Linked DNA regions of Mus musculus: region 1 is linked to region 2. A link is a contact called in public Hi-C data. All regions are on one chromosome and are shown on one strand. The core of a region is the stretch at or near the end of the contact, and the rest is flanking DNA. Distances in the headings are between cores, read along the strand shown. Region 1 holds the start of 4930578N18Rik (RIKEN cDNA 4930578N18 gene). Region 2 has its middle 49 kb from the start of Gm30116.

Region 1 (6,202 bases), core at 80-2,579, 780 kb before region 2:
GTGTCATAGTAATTTAGACCTGCTTGGAAGTCTGGATGCCTGTTGCAGGCTCTAACAAGATCTGGTTCCCCACTTTTTTAGCTCATTCCCCACAACCCATTTGGACGCTCACCCTCCTTGCTTTGTATTGGACACTCCAGGTGTTTCTGCCCCCAGATCTTCCTCTGTTCCCTGTAGGTTTTTTGTCCCTGTCTTTACCTTACCTTTGTCCAGGTCTAGACACAGGAGGCTCCATACACACCATAGTGGCAGACTGTCTTTCTCCTTTTCTGTATTCCCAGTCTGCTTAGCTTTCTCAAAGCCTTTATGACTACACTACAGAACACCTGACCTTATACTGTTTCATGCCCTTCTTCTCTCTCTACCCAGATTCTGGGCTTCCAGAGGTCATGGTATATTCGTATTTGGCTTGATCTGTCTATTCCAGCCCCTGTCCCTGCCTAGTCAATGCTGCATTTGGCAAACGACACAACAGAATGGGCTCTTTTAAGTGATAGGTCTTCAATTATGTTTAATCTGTATTAAGCTCTTTGTAGAAATCATAACTCAAGCAACAGGATTAATGAAAAAAAAAAACTTTTTTTTTTCTCCCGTTGCCTTAAGTAACAGATTGAAAATTCCTAGGACAGGGTAGAACAGAGAAGTCGACATTAATTTAATTAAAGAGGAGCCATTTAAGATAGCAGAGTCATTTTGACCCAGTGTTAATGAGGGGAAACTGACATCGCAGCTGGGCCCCTCTCCTGGCTGCGTTCATGCTGATTACCAAATATGCGAACACAGTCTGCTGCCTCCAGACTGCTGCTGCAATGGCAGGTGGTGTCTCCTGTCTGAGGAGTTGGGGGCATTTCTTGTGAGAAGGTCAGCCACTCAGGGCAGTGAGAACATGAAGGAGCTCTTTCTCCTACAGCAAGTCTTCAGAAGAAGAAGAAGAAGAAGAAGAAGAAGAAGAAGAAGAAGAAAACCATGAGAGAGCATATCACGCCTCAGAATTCAGATGAAAACTTCTCCCAGGGTTCCTTGACACCCGGTAACTACATTTACAAGCGATAAGCAGAGCCAGACAGGAAAGCAGGGGTGAAGTCAGAGGACCTGCATCTCTTGCTATCGCTCCTTGATCTGCCTGCCCTTCAGACTCATGTCTTTCAGGAAGAAAGCATTCTTGCTACCCTCCAACGAGCATTCAACTCACTCAGCTCACAGGTCTAGCCTCCAAATCCTCAGTGCTCTGAAGAAAACATTCTTACCCATGAATGGCATTCTGCTGCAGACTATGTGTCTAACCGTCTTGAAGGGACATCTCCTCCATGCCATACTTGGCAGCAGAAATGGCCACCGCAGAGAGTAATAAAGCATGACTCCTCTCCATGGTGATGAAGTGTAAATGATGTCATAAATCCCAGGGAAGGGGTGTGATCAACTAGTTATGGGCTCCCTATGGACAGCATGTCAATAACTAAGGGAGTGAAGAAGGCCTCCGTTGGAAGGTGATATTTGAATCTGAAAGATGAATAGGACATTGTATCAGACAGAAATGTCAGGGAAAGGGCACACTACGGAGAGGAAACAACATGTTTCAAGGAGATAAGGCTCATGTAACATCAGGATTTTAGGTCTCTTTCTCTCCCTCTCCCTCCCTCCCTTTTCCTTCTCTCTCTGTTTGTCACTGTCTCTGTCTGTCTTTCCCTCTCCCTCCCTCCCTCCCTCTCTCTCTCTCTCTCTGTGTTTCTGTCTTTCTGTGTACCTTTATTTCTCCCTTTCTCTCTGTTTCTGTCTTTCTTTCTTTGTCTGTCTTTGTCTCTGTCTCTGTCTCTCTTTCTGTGTGTGTGTGTCCAGGTAGCTGTATGTGCAATCCTAGGCACAGTATATTGGAGGACAGTGGTTACATCTGTAGGAGCTACCTGTTTCCAACCCCCAGTGTAAAGTGTTTGAGGCAGGGAATTAGACACATACTCCCCGCCAAGCTCTGCAAGAACTAAAGACAGTTTCTGTGTAGAAATTCTATCACGTGTTTCTGAACTGCCATGTCTGAGTGTATTCACTCTCATGACCACCAGAGAGCCTGCTCACAACAATCATAGAAAGTTATACGCTCTATATCATGTGTCATATCACTCAAGAGTGATATATGTGTCATATCACTCAAGAGTGGGTTCTAACAGCACAGGATATGGTGTGGGGTGATGGGCCGTACACAGACAGCCTGGTCCCAGTCAAGCAAAGGTCTGGAACCCCAGTGACTTCCACCTGCATGGGACAGAAGGTGTTTGGTCTTGCCTCCTGGGTCCCTGGCTCTTGTCACATAGCTACAGCCTCCCACAGCCCTCCACAGAGGAATATGTGGTCATCAGTCAAGTAGGAGCAGCACCAAGCCCTCCCACACACAAATAAGGTTTCTTCCAAGCTCTTAGACCAAACCAATGAGAAGTACCTGTTGTCAGACCCTTACGTACCCCAAAACTGTATATAGGAATCCTATTTGGAAGGATTAAAGGTGTGTGCAAACTACTCCATAGTCCAAACCTTCTGTCCTAAGAGCTGTAACACTTGGGAAGAGGTCTACCCTTCTGAAGCTTCCCTTCGCTGGAACTCTCATACCAAGCAAGGCCAGAGATCTCCGTGGAAAGCCTCTGGTACCCAGACCCACAGTATGGTATTACCAGGCCTCCTTTACTCAGCAAACAGACCTTAGAGGGATGAGGATGCTCATCAAGCTCAGGGATAGTCAGGTACCACTGGCGGAGGAGGCCTCGTTGTACAGGCTCCACGGCAAAGCCTATGTTTGTACTTCGTCTCATAATCATCAGAGAAATGAGTGAACTTGGGGGGGGTGCAATATTAAGTGAGTTTTACAAAGACTATTCTATCATTTTTGTTGGCAGGAAAATAATTTTATAAAAAAAGGAGAAACATATAAGGAATGAAAGAGAGAAACTTTTAACTCTGGTAATTACATGGCATTTAGACCAATGCAAATCGAAAGAGAAAGCAAAGGAGCTTTCAGGCATTCTCTGTCCCAGAACAGTTAAGTCTAGGTTCTTTGAACACAACCAGTGTTGCGCTTGGGATGGGGGGTGGGTGATGGAGTCTGGGTTCTTTGAATATAGCCAGGGTTGAGCTTTGGGAGGAGGGAAGGCCCATCCTTGGTTGTTTTCACTTTCATTTTAAAAATCATTATTTGACTATAAAGTTCTGTCTTTGCACAGGTCACTAGTAGATTCCAGGATAGACTGCCAACTGTCAGCTAATTATGGTCCTTGCTCAAGACATTCCATAGCTAGAGATGGTCCTCCCCAACCTAGATGGGACCTTATTACTCGATTCTGTTTGCAAGAGTGGTGAAAATATAGCAACTCCAGACCCAGACCCCAGATCTTTTCACATCAGTCTCCAATTATGATATTATATAGTCCATGGCTACACACACACACACACACACACACACACACACACACTAATTAATATATGCACCACCTCTTAGCATGTAATGCCTATAGGCAGTAAAATAAAATGTCTTTCTAAAAACATTCATACTGTTACGAATTTTTACATATGGTGTGTATGTGCTGGTGTGCACATGTGCTTATATGTGTGTGTGTGTGTGTGTGTGTGTGTGTGTATGAGTGTGTGTGTGTGTGTGTGTGTGTGTGTGTGTGTGTGTGTGTGTAAGTGTACCAAAGATGCATCACAGTGTGTAAAGGTCAGAGAATAATGTTTTCTGGAATCTGTTCTCTCCTCTTTTGCATGGGTTCCGGGAATCAAACTGGGGTTGTCAGGTTTATCAATCTCATTGGCCCAAGAATGTCTTCTGAGGATTTAAAACATAGCTAAGGAATCCAGGAGAGTTTAGTAGGTAGTGGGAGAAACAGTTTCAGATCTTTTTTAAAGATAAAAAGTAGGTGCCCTCTAATTTGACATTTGATGAGGGGAGTCGACATCTCCATGAGGCAGTTGAAATGCGTGGGGCTAACAGTCACACACTCACAAGCAATCAGTGTTTTGTGAGATTGGCTCAGGCAAACACCTGAGAACTACTAAAGGCTCATAAAAGAATTACCCTAATATTTTGTGCATCTTCAGGGAACTCTGGATCTTCTTCTAAGCCTTACTCCCTCAACTTCAGGCACTGCCTTTACTGCCGTATCAAGGACAAAGCGCCCCACATAAATCCTTCAAGGGCATTGCTTCAGTTCAGGTTCACCTCACTGTGAAGAGGCACTGTGACCAAGGCAACAACATTTCCTTGGGGCTGGGTTACAGGTTCAGAGGTTCAGCCCATTATCATCAAGGTGGGAAGCATGGCAGCATCCAAGGAGGCATGGTGTTGGAGGAGCTGAGGGTTCTACATCTTGCTCTGGGGAGAACCAGAAGACTGTCTTCCAGGCAGCTAGATGGGTCTCAAAACCCATTCCCACTGTGACACACTTCCTCCAACAAGGCCATACCTCCTAATAGTACCACTCACTGGGCCAAGCATATTCAAACCACTAGAGACACCTGAATCTTTTCACATATACACCTTTGTGGGGCACTTAAATCATAGCAGAAGGTCAGAGGTGGATCTTGGGAAGTTGAGCAGCAAGGACACAGAGAGAGAAAGACACAGTAGCAAGAAACACAGTCCAGAGAATGAACTGTATTTGGTTTTAGAATTCATTAGAATTCAGGAAAAATTTCAGTGGAACTAGAAAACAAAAGTATAGTGCCCCATTTGCTTTTTATTTCTCCTGTCAACTTGATACAAACTAGGATCATCAGGAGGAGGGAATCTCAACTGAAAGCACTTCCATCAGATTGCTCTGTAGGCAATCCTGTGTGCGGTAGGGTACTTTCCCCATCACTTATGGAGGGAGGACTCAACCCACTGTGAGTGTTCCCATTCCTTGGCATGTGGGACTGGGTTATGATATAAAGCAAGTCAAGAAAGCCAAGAAAGAACAATCCAACCAGCAGTGCTCATTCATCGTCTCTGATTCAGTTCACACCTCCACGCTTCTACCTTGACTTCTTGTTGTGGCCTAACTGTAACCTGTGAGATGTAGTACACCCTTTCCTTTCTAAGTTGCTTTGGCTGTGATATTTAGTATCAGAAACAGAAAGCAAAACAGAACACATTGCATTGAGTGAGAGAAATACTAAGAAAGAAACAAAAACCAGCCTGCGTTGGAAGAGCAGAGGTCAAGAATGGAGATGTGTGCCTCATTCAAAGTTGGAAAATGAGCAGATGATTGTTAAGCATGCTTGGACAAGCACAACAGAACGGATAGTCTGAGAGAAAACAGATTCTTCTCTTGGTCTTATTTTATACAGAATACTGCCAGTTATAAAATAGCCTCAGAAGGCATCCAGTAAACATTTAGTGAAGGAATGAGTGGGAACAGGAAGAAAGAGAAGAGAGAATATGAAATCAGGGGTACAGATGAAATGTTATGTTTGGAAGAGAGGCAGGCCATCACTTGGGACAAGCTCAGAGGAGGGATCTGGAGTTTAGCAGGTAATCTAGGAGTTGGGTTTTGCGACTGATGGCTGCTGTTTTCTCTGTGAGGTAGGAAGTTTCACCAATCTGCTACAAATATGTGGGTGGGTCTGGCTAAGCGATTAAAGAATGGTACAGGCTTGTAGCTGTCACTGGAGTGGATATAATTTTTTGGGAACAAAAATGTTATGCAATAGTTATAAATCATCCATTGTGATAATGCATCAAGAAATACAGATATCAGATAGTTGCACTGACTCTTCATAATGCTGGGGTGTTATGGTTAATCTCCTTCTAAATATGCTCTGGCAATGAAAACACAACACAGTTAATATGATTACATGCTACGCGCCTAGATTGGGCAGATCTACCACTACATGACCATCTTCTACACCTATGAGAGCCCTTAGAACTTGCTGTTTCTCCAGGCCGTGTGCTTCTGCTCCACTTTTCTCTTTCTTCTTCCTCCTCTGTGTCCTCTCCCTCTTCCATTTCCTCCTTCTTCTCCCTCCCACCTTCTGCTCCACCTTCCCTTTTATCTGCCCAATCATCAGCTCTCCTTTATTTTACAAATTAAGGTGGGAAGCAGGTTTACAGGAAATCACCTGAGTGCTGACTCATTCCTTGTTCGAAACCACTCACAGGAGAAAGGAATTAAAATCAAATATAATTAGCCCAGGGCTATTCACAACACTGGGGGGATAAACTTAAGCTCTGAGTCTAAAT
Region 2 (5,839 bases), core at 1,541-4,040:
TGTATGGATTGAAATTTGTGTATGTCTTATATATGTGTCTGGATTCAACTTAAATATTGTAAGGTCATCTTATTGACATTTATTTAATTACTGCTTCTGACTTTTTTTTTTTTTTAATAGTCAACATCAACATAATTGGCTTTTAGAAAAACAGGATGCTCCAGTTTTGCTTGTGAGGAAACAAATGTATTGTGATTCTTAGGTTTCTAAATATACTTCAAGTTTACATGTCAGTAATGTAGAGTCCATCTGTCAGACCTGTTGTCAGCATAAGGATTGTGTCAGTGACATATGAACAGACGTGTCACAGGCCACAGACAACAGAAAACAGAAGTAAACACTGATTCACTTGAGATTTAAAAATCCTGAGAGAAACAGAAAATATCTGCTGGGGAACCACGAATAAAGGCTGTCAAAAGCAACCATTAACCATGAAATTACATAAATACACCTAAATGCCCAGAGCACATAAAAGGGGCAGAAGCAAGTTAAACATAAGTTAATTTCATTCAAACTTGCATAAAGTCACTTTTTGGTTTTGAAAAAGAACTAGACAATACATTCCAAGAATAGCAGATTCTAGGAGGGGTAGAACACCTGGTTAGGATGTGGTAGGATTCAGGGGAAAAAATAAGCAAAAAAAAAAAAATAAGCAAAAAAAAAAATTCTAATGAACGCTATGCAGGTGCGAATAAACTATAATAAAAGTTGACATTGCATAGAGCCGCAGATGTTTCCAGGTGTGCATAGGTGTTGGTGAATTATCTGAGACTGAAATAGAACCTGGACTGAAAAGCAGAGCCATCACTAAAAAGGCTTCTATTCAAAGACTTTTCTCCATCGAGGAACCATTTAATGCTTCATTTTAGAGACCCAATTATTCATATCTGCTTACATGGTTGTTTTCTATTTTTTTCTTTCTTCCTTTGTTTCTTTGTTTCTTTCTTTTTTTTTTGGAGGTGGGTGGGCTGACTTACACAACATTTAGATTTGTTGCAATCTTGTTTTTAAGTTGAGTAACGGACTTTAGAATCTTGGAAATGAAAATGGATAAATTGCCAAGTACTAAAATGAGGTCATTTACTTAACCTTCCTTTCCAAGATACTTAAAAACACAGTCAAGGGTGTGCTAATGTGTGAGGATTTTCTCCACAGGGTACAGGGCGGTTGATATCTCTCTGGCACTGAGCAGTGCTCACATTTAAGACAGAGATGTTGTATTGTGAGCTGTCTCCTTCAGTCAGTGGTCAGCCATTTTGGACTTCTTTGAGTTCCACTTGGCAGCATATCTTCTTGGGCATGGAGCTTTTGCCGTATACCAGTGGGCACTGCTCTGTCCTTTCCCCATTCCTTGCTGGGATGGGATATAATATTGGCAAGGGGGAAATCACGGCCTTGGGGCTTCTATCAGAAAAATCATTTTATTATTAGAGAATTCCACTTCTTCCTGATAAGGGTTGATCTGATGATTTTCAAAACCACAGATGGCGAAGACCTTAAATTTACTGCGGTATGCCTGGGTTCTACAGGCTATGAGGATGGTCAGAGTTACATTCTAGGCAGCTGTTCCATGGCAATAATAATAATAATAATATAAATAAATAAAAAATAAAATAAAATAAAAACAAAGAAAAAATCACCTATTTAAAATCAACCATAGCATCTTTTGCAACCTTCAGGAAACACTCATTTTCTTAAACAACAATTTGTATGACAGTATCCTGCTATGTGTGGAGTGAAAGTCATTGAGCGATTGGTCACAGACCTCTGGTTATGCCCCTTATTCTAGGACTGTGCAAGGGTAGCCTTACGATTGGTCATCACTACTGTGGATTTCCTCCATCCCTTCAATTTCCCACTCCTTTTCTTTCCAGTCCTCCTCCCCTCCTCCTCCTCCTCCTCCTCCTCCTCCTCCTCCTTATGTATTGTAGAAAGAGTCTAGTTGTGTAAATAAAGTGGGTTGGGCACTCCTGTCTCAGCCTCCCAAATGCTAGTATTCTAGGCTTATATCACTGCGGTTGTCCTGTTTTGTCTTCGCGATCCTATTTCTGCTGCTCTTACAGTTTTAGGTGCGTGGCTATCCGATGCTGAGTGAAGTGTGGTCATGCCCTTAATGATAACTAACTCTCTCTCCCACCAGCTGCTCAGCTACTCCCCTTCCTTAATGTCTGTGTCCTCCTGAAATACCAAAAGACCTCATCCAAAGAAGGGACTTTTCTTTTTTTTAATGGAAGAGAAATAACCTAAATCAAATCAGTCAGAACTCATATGAATTCATTTAAATTCCAGGGAAGTCCCTGCGCCACATAGCAAGAAAACATAAGGAAAAAATGTTTTTCTTGTTACCATGGTAAGGGATTATATGAGAGGGGTCAGACTTGCTTGAATCTGGTGGGAAAAAATAAGCCATGGTCATTAAGATTTATTCATTTGGCAGACAGTTCTGAACCTTTATGATGCCCCACTGTACTGAAGTCCAGGGATTAAAAAGTCTTGCTGCAGCGAGACATTTTTAAATTCATGAAGCTTAGAGGATTCTTGGATGAAATCGAAAAAAAAAATTAAATAGGAAGGCACACAAAATATTTCTAAATGAGGATAAATGCCATGTCTTATATACATGGGCTGCTGACATACGCAGTTGGGAGTTGTGGGAGAGAAACCTGCTTTAAAGTCTAACGGCTTTGAAAGCAGTCTAAGGAAATTGCGGTTAAACAGGGACCATGAAGATTAAGGCAGGGTTAGGGAGTGTCCCAGGCAGATATAAACAGAATGTGCAAAAGCCTTTGAATTGGAAAATTCCTTGCTAGGCTGTTTGAAAACTGATAGGGGCCAGGTTGGAGGTGGAACGGATGTGAGCAAAAGTCAGACATTCTCTTTCCATTCTATTACAAACAGCCTATGGGGTCTGGAAATATTACGGAACATGGTTCTCTGTTAACCGTTAGAAGACAGGATTTTGTTTTAATCAAATCTCACTTGCAGAAACTTTTTTATGTTTTAATTTTTAAAGTATGAACGCTGGCCTTATACTGCCCTCTTGTGGTTATCTGATACACTACATGTGTCCTGAGAAGTATAATTTTAACAACCAATCAGAATCATTTTACATGCATGGACCCAGGCTCAAAAATAGAAGCAATTCTTTTTTAGTTTTTTTTTTTTTTTAATTGCGCTTGCATATAATAATCAACCAAGATCCCTGACTGCAGGAGTCATCCGGATGGAGATTAGGCACTGAAGCCTGACTAGACCTTATACAAGAGGGTAAAGTGCGCCTGTGGGAAATAGGGAGGCACAAACTACAGCAATCCCATTCAGTTCTGTAAACTTATAAAAAGAGGATGTCAAAATAGCTAGGTGTGGTTTATGGGCAGGTCCCCCCCCCCCCCCCCCCCCGTTCTCTGCCTCTGAGTTTCTGTTTTTAACACTTTATGTAAATAAATTTCCTCCAGTCTGGGTGTGTTTTCACACTATTTCAGACACCAAGATATCCAGGTTCACTTACACGATCAGCGTGTTGCCTTAGTTTTGGAAGGAGTTCCAGAAAGTTCTATAGCCTGCTTCTCTGTTGATGGTCTTTCCATCTTTCCTCTCACTTCCTTCTCCCCTAAGTTTTGGCCAGTCATACTCATTATCAGAGGTTTTCTGTTATTGTGGTTGTGTTGTGTTGCGTTTTGGTTTGGTTTGGACAAATACTAGGCATGGCTTCCTAGAGAATAGGCTTTTCCTCACTATTTTTACGTGCATTAAAATCGAGTCTAAATTGCTTTCTTCTCCAAGCAAGCTGTGCTGGCTACATAGTTTCACTCAGAACTGAACTGTTTGATGAAGGCCTGGCTATATCCTGTTCCTTCTTTTCTTAGGAAGACAGCACACACTCCTTAGCTGAATTTTACAGCGCAACGCTTTGTTTGTAAATGCAAACACGGACTCACACTTTCCGGATATTTGTCAGAGCAAGGACCTCAAATTCACCGCCGATCAGTTCCTCACAGATGCTTGGCTTTGAGAAATAATATGTATGAAAGAGAACGAGAGCAAATGCAAACCCCTGTTTTCCATAAAGTCTCAGATCTGCTTGAAGATTGAGGGAGACCCTTGTGAAATACATAGATGTCCGGACTGCTTCAAGCGGGGGCTGCTGAGTTGCTTCTGCAGATCTGTCTTCAGTCATCATGAAGGACTAATGTTTCCTCTTCGGGGAACTTTTTGTCTTCCTTTATATTCATGGATGCCCCAAATCACCGGGTTGTATTGTGTACCGTCTCCTCAGACATGCCAGCTTTGAAGGTCAGAGTTCATCATATTTTCTTCCTTGACTGACTGAATGATTTATCCAACCATGCGTTTGTGCTTTAACTACTTTCTTGGCACCATCTTGCCTTGCTAGTCTTTTCCTTTTGAAAAGGTTTTCTCCGAAGAGTTTAAGTAGCTTATCCTGCTGAATTATACGCATCTATAAGCAACATGAATGTCGGCTAACAAGTTACATATAAATAAGAGGATTTCTATTGAGCCTTTACTTAATTATAAAACTTCTGAGTGTAATCCAAACAAGAAAACAAAAGAATTTATAAATTCCACAAGAGCTTAATCATGTTCCCAAAGATCAAGAGTTTTAGAAAAGCATAGTAATTATATTTCTCAGGACACCTAAATGAACTGTCAGGCTGTGTGGTCTGGTATTTCTCATGAAAGTTATCTCTAGAGGGAAAAGACATACATGGAGCAAGTTAAAAATGAAGCAACAGTAGTTATCGTGTCTGTGACCAAGGCTTGGCAGCCTTGATTGACAGGGGTTGGAGAGAGTGAAATGGTTGTAGCACACATCTGGGACCTGGAACTGTGGTCTGAGAATTCATCAGATTTCATCATGATGGGGACCTTTGGGCATGATTATATTAAAATGCTTTTACTGCCCATAAACAGAATTCTATAAGAAATGGTTGTTCATTGGGACCTAGCAGGAAGTGTCAGCATCAATATGCCTAAACATGTGACAATGAACTATAAAGTCCACATTCTTAAACCTCAGCTAAACCAAGTCTAATATACAGATTACCATGCTGTTATTGCAGCAAAGAATTCCTAATTTTTGAATGTTCAAAGACACAACAAGAAATCCAACAGAATCAACTAACCTGGGCCCATAGAGGGCCATATAAACTGAACCCCCAGCCAGAAAGCATGCATAAAACAGACCTAGCCCTCCCTGCCCCCACATATATAACAGAAAACTTGGTCTGCATGTGGGTCCCCAAACAGCAGGGACTGCCACTGCCTCTTTCCTGCCTTTGGATCCATTTCCTTAACTTGCTGCCTTGTCTAGCCTCAATAGGAGATTTGCCTAATCATACTGCAACTTAATATATGTCAAGGTGGGCTGATACCCATGGGAGGCCTCTGCTTTTCTGAGGAGAAAGGAAGGAGGGAGGTATGGGGGAGGGAAAAGGGGGTAGAGGGACTGGGAGGAGAGAAGGGAGAGGAAGCTGCAATCAAGGTGTAAAGTAAATAAATCAGTTAATTAAAAAAAACATTTATTCCAAAATCATTTAATATTACTGAAACTTAAACTTTGGGAAATCTAGAATTTTTAAAATATATCTTAGTGTTAGTATCAGCTGTTTTTTACAAGTGGCCTGAAACATTAATGATCCATCACCCAGTGAGTTTTACAAATGGTAGTTAAAGCTAACCAAACGTCCACTTGCATGTTGAGCATTTTACTATAGAAATGACATGTCATGCCATCTATTTTTTATAGAACATTTTAAGGAATAAATGGATTTCAGCATCTCATGAATGTAATATTTCTTTGCAATCCCTTTTGTGGGCC

The links. Hi-C and Micro-C count contacts between places; a contact is called where the count stands out from the background.
Region 1: a Hi-C map of the G1E-ER4 cell line shows a contact between it and region 2, with 2.9 times the contacts expected there. The contact joins the promoter of 4930578N18Rik here to the enhancer-like site in region 2.

What each region holds. Positions count from the first base shown.
Region 1 is chr16:76,117,740-76,123,941 of GRCm38.p6, reverse strand. 4930578N18Rik (RIKEN cDNA 4930578N18 gene) reads right to left here and starts at 1,329. Exons shown (of 3, transcript NR_040575.1): 1 at 1,248-1,329.
Region 2 is chr16:75,340,677-75,346,515 of GRCm38.p6, reverse strand. It overlaps a transcript of Robo2 not described here. Among named protein-coding and RNA genes, the nearest start is that of Gm30116, 49 kb to the left of the region's middle. Within about 2 kb of position 2,790, at least 25 of the 459 cell types and tissues checked have an H3K27ac peak or open chromatin away from gene starts, as enhancers often do. A contact at or near this core is called in the G1E-ER4 cell line, where this site is marked.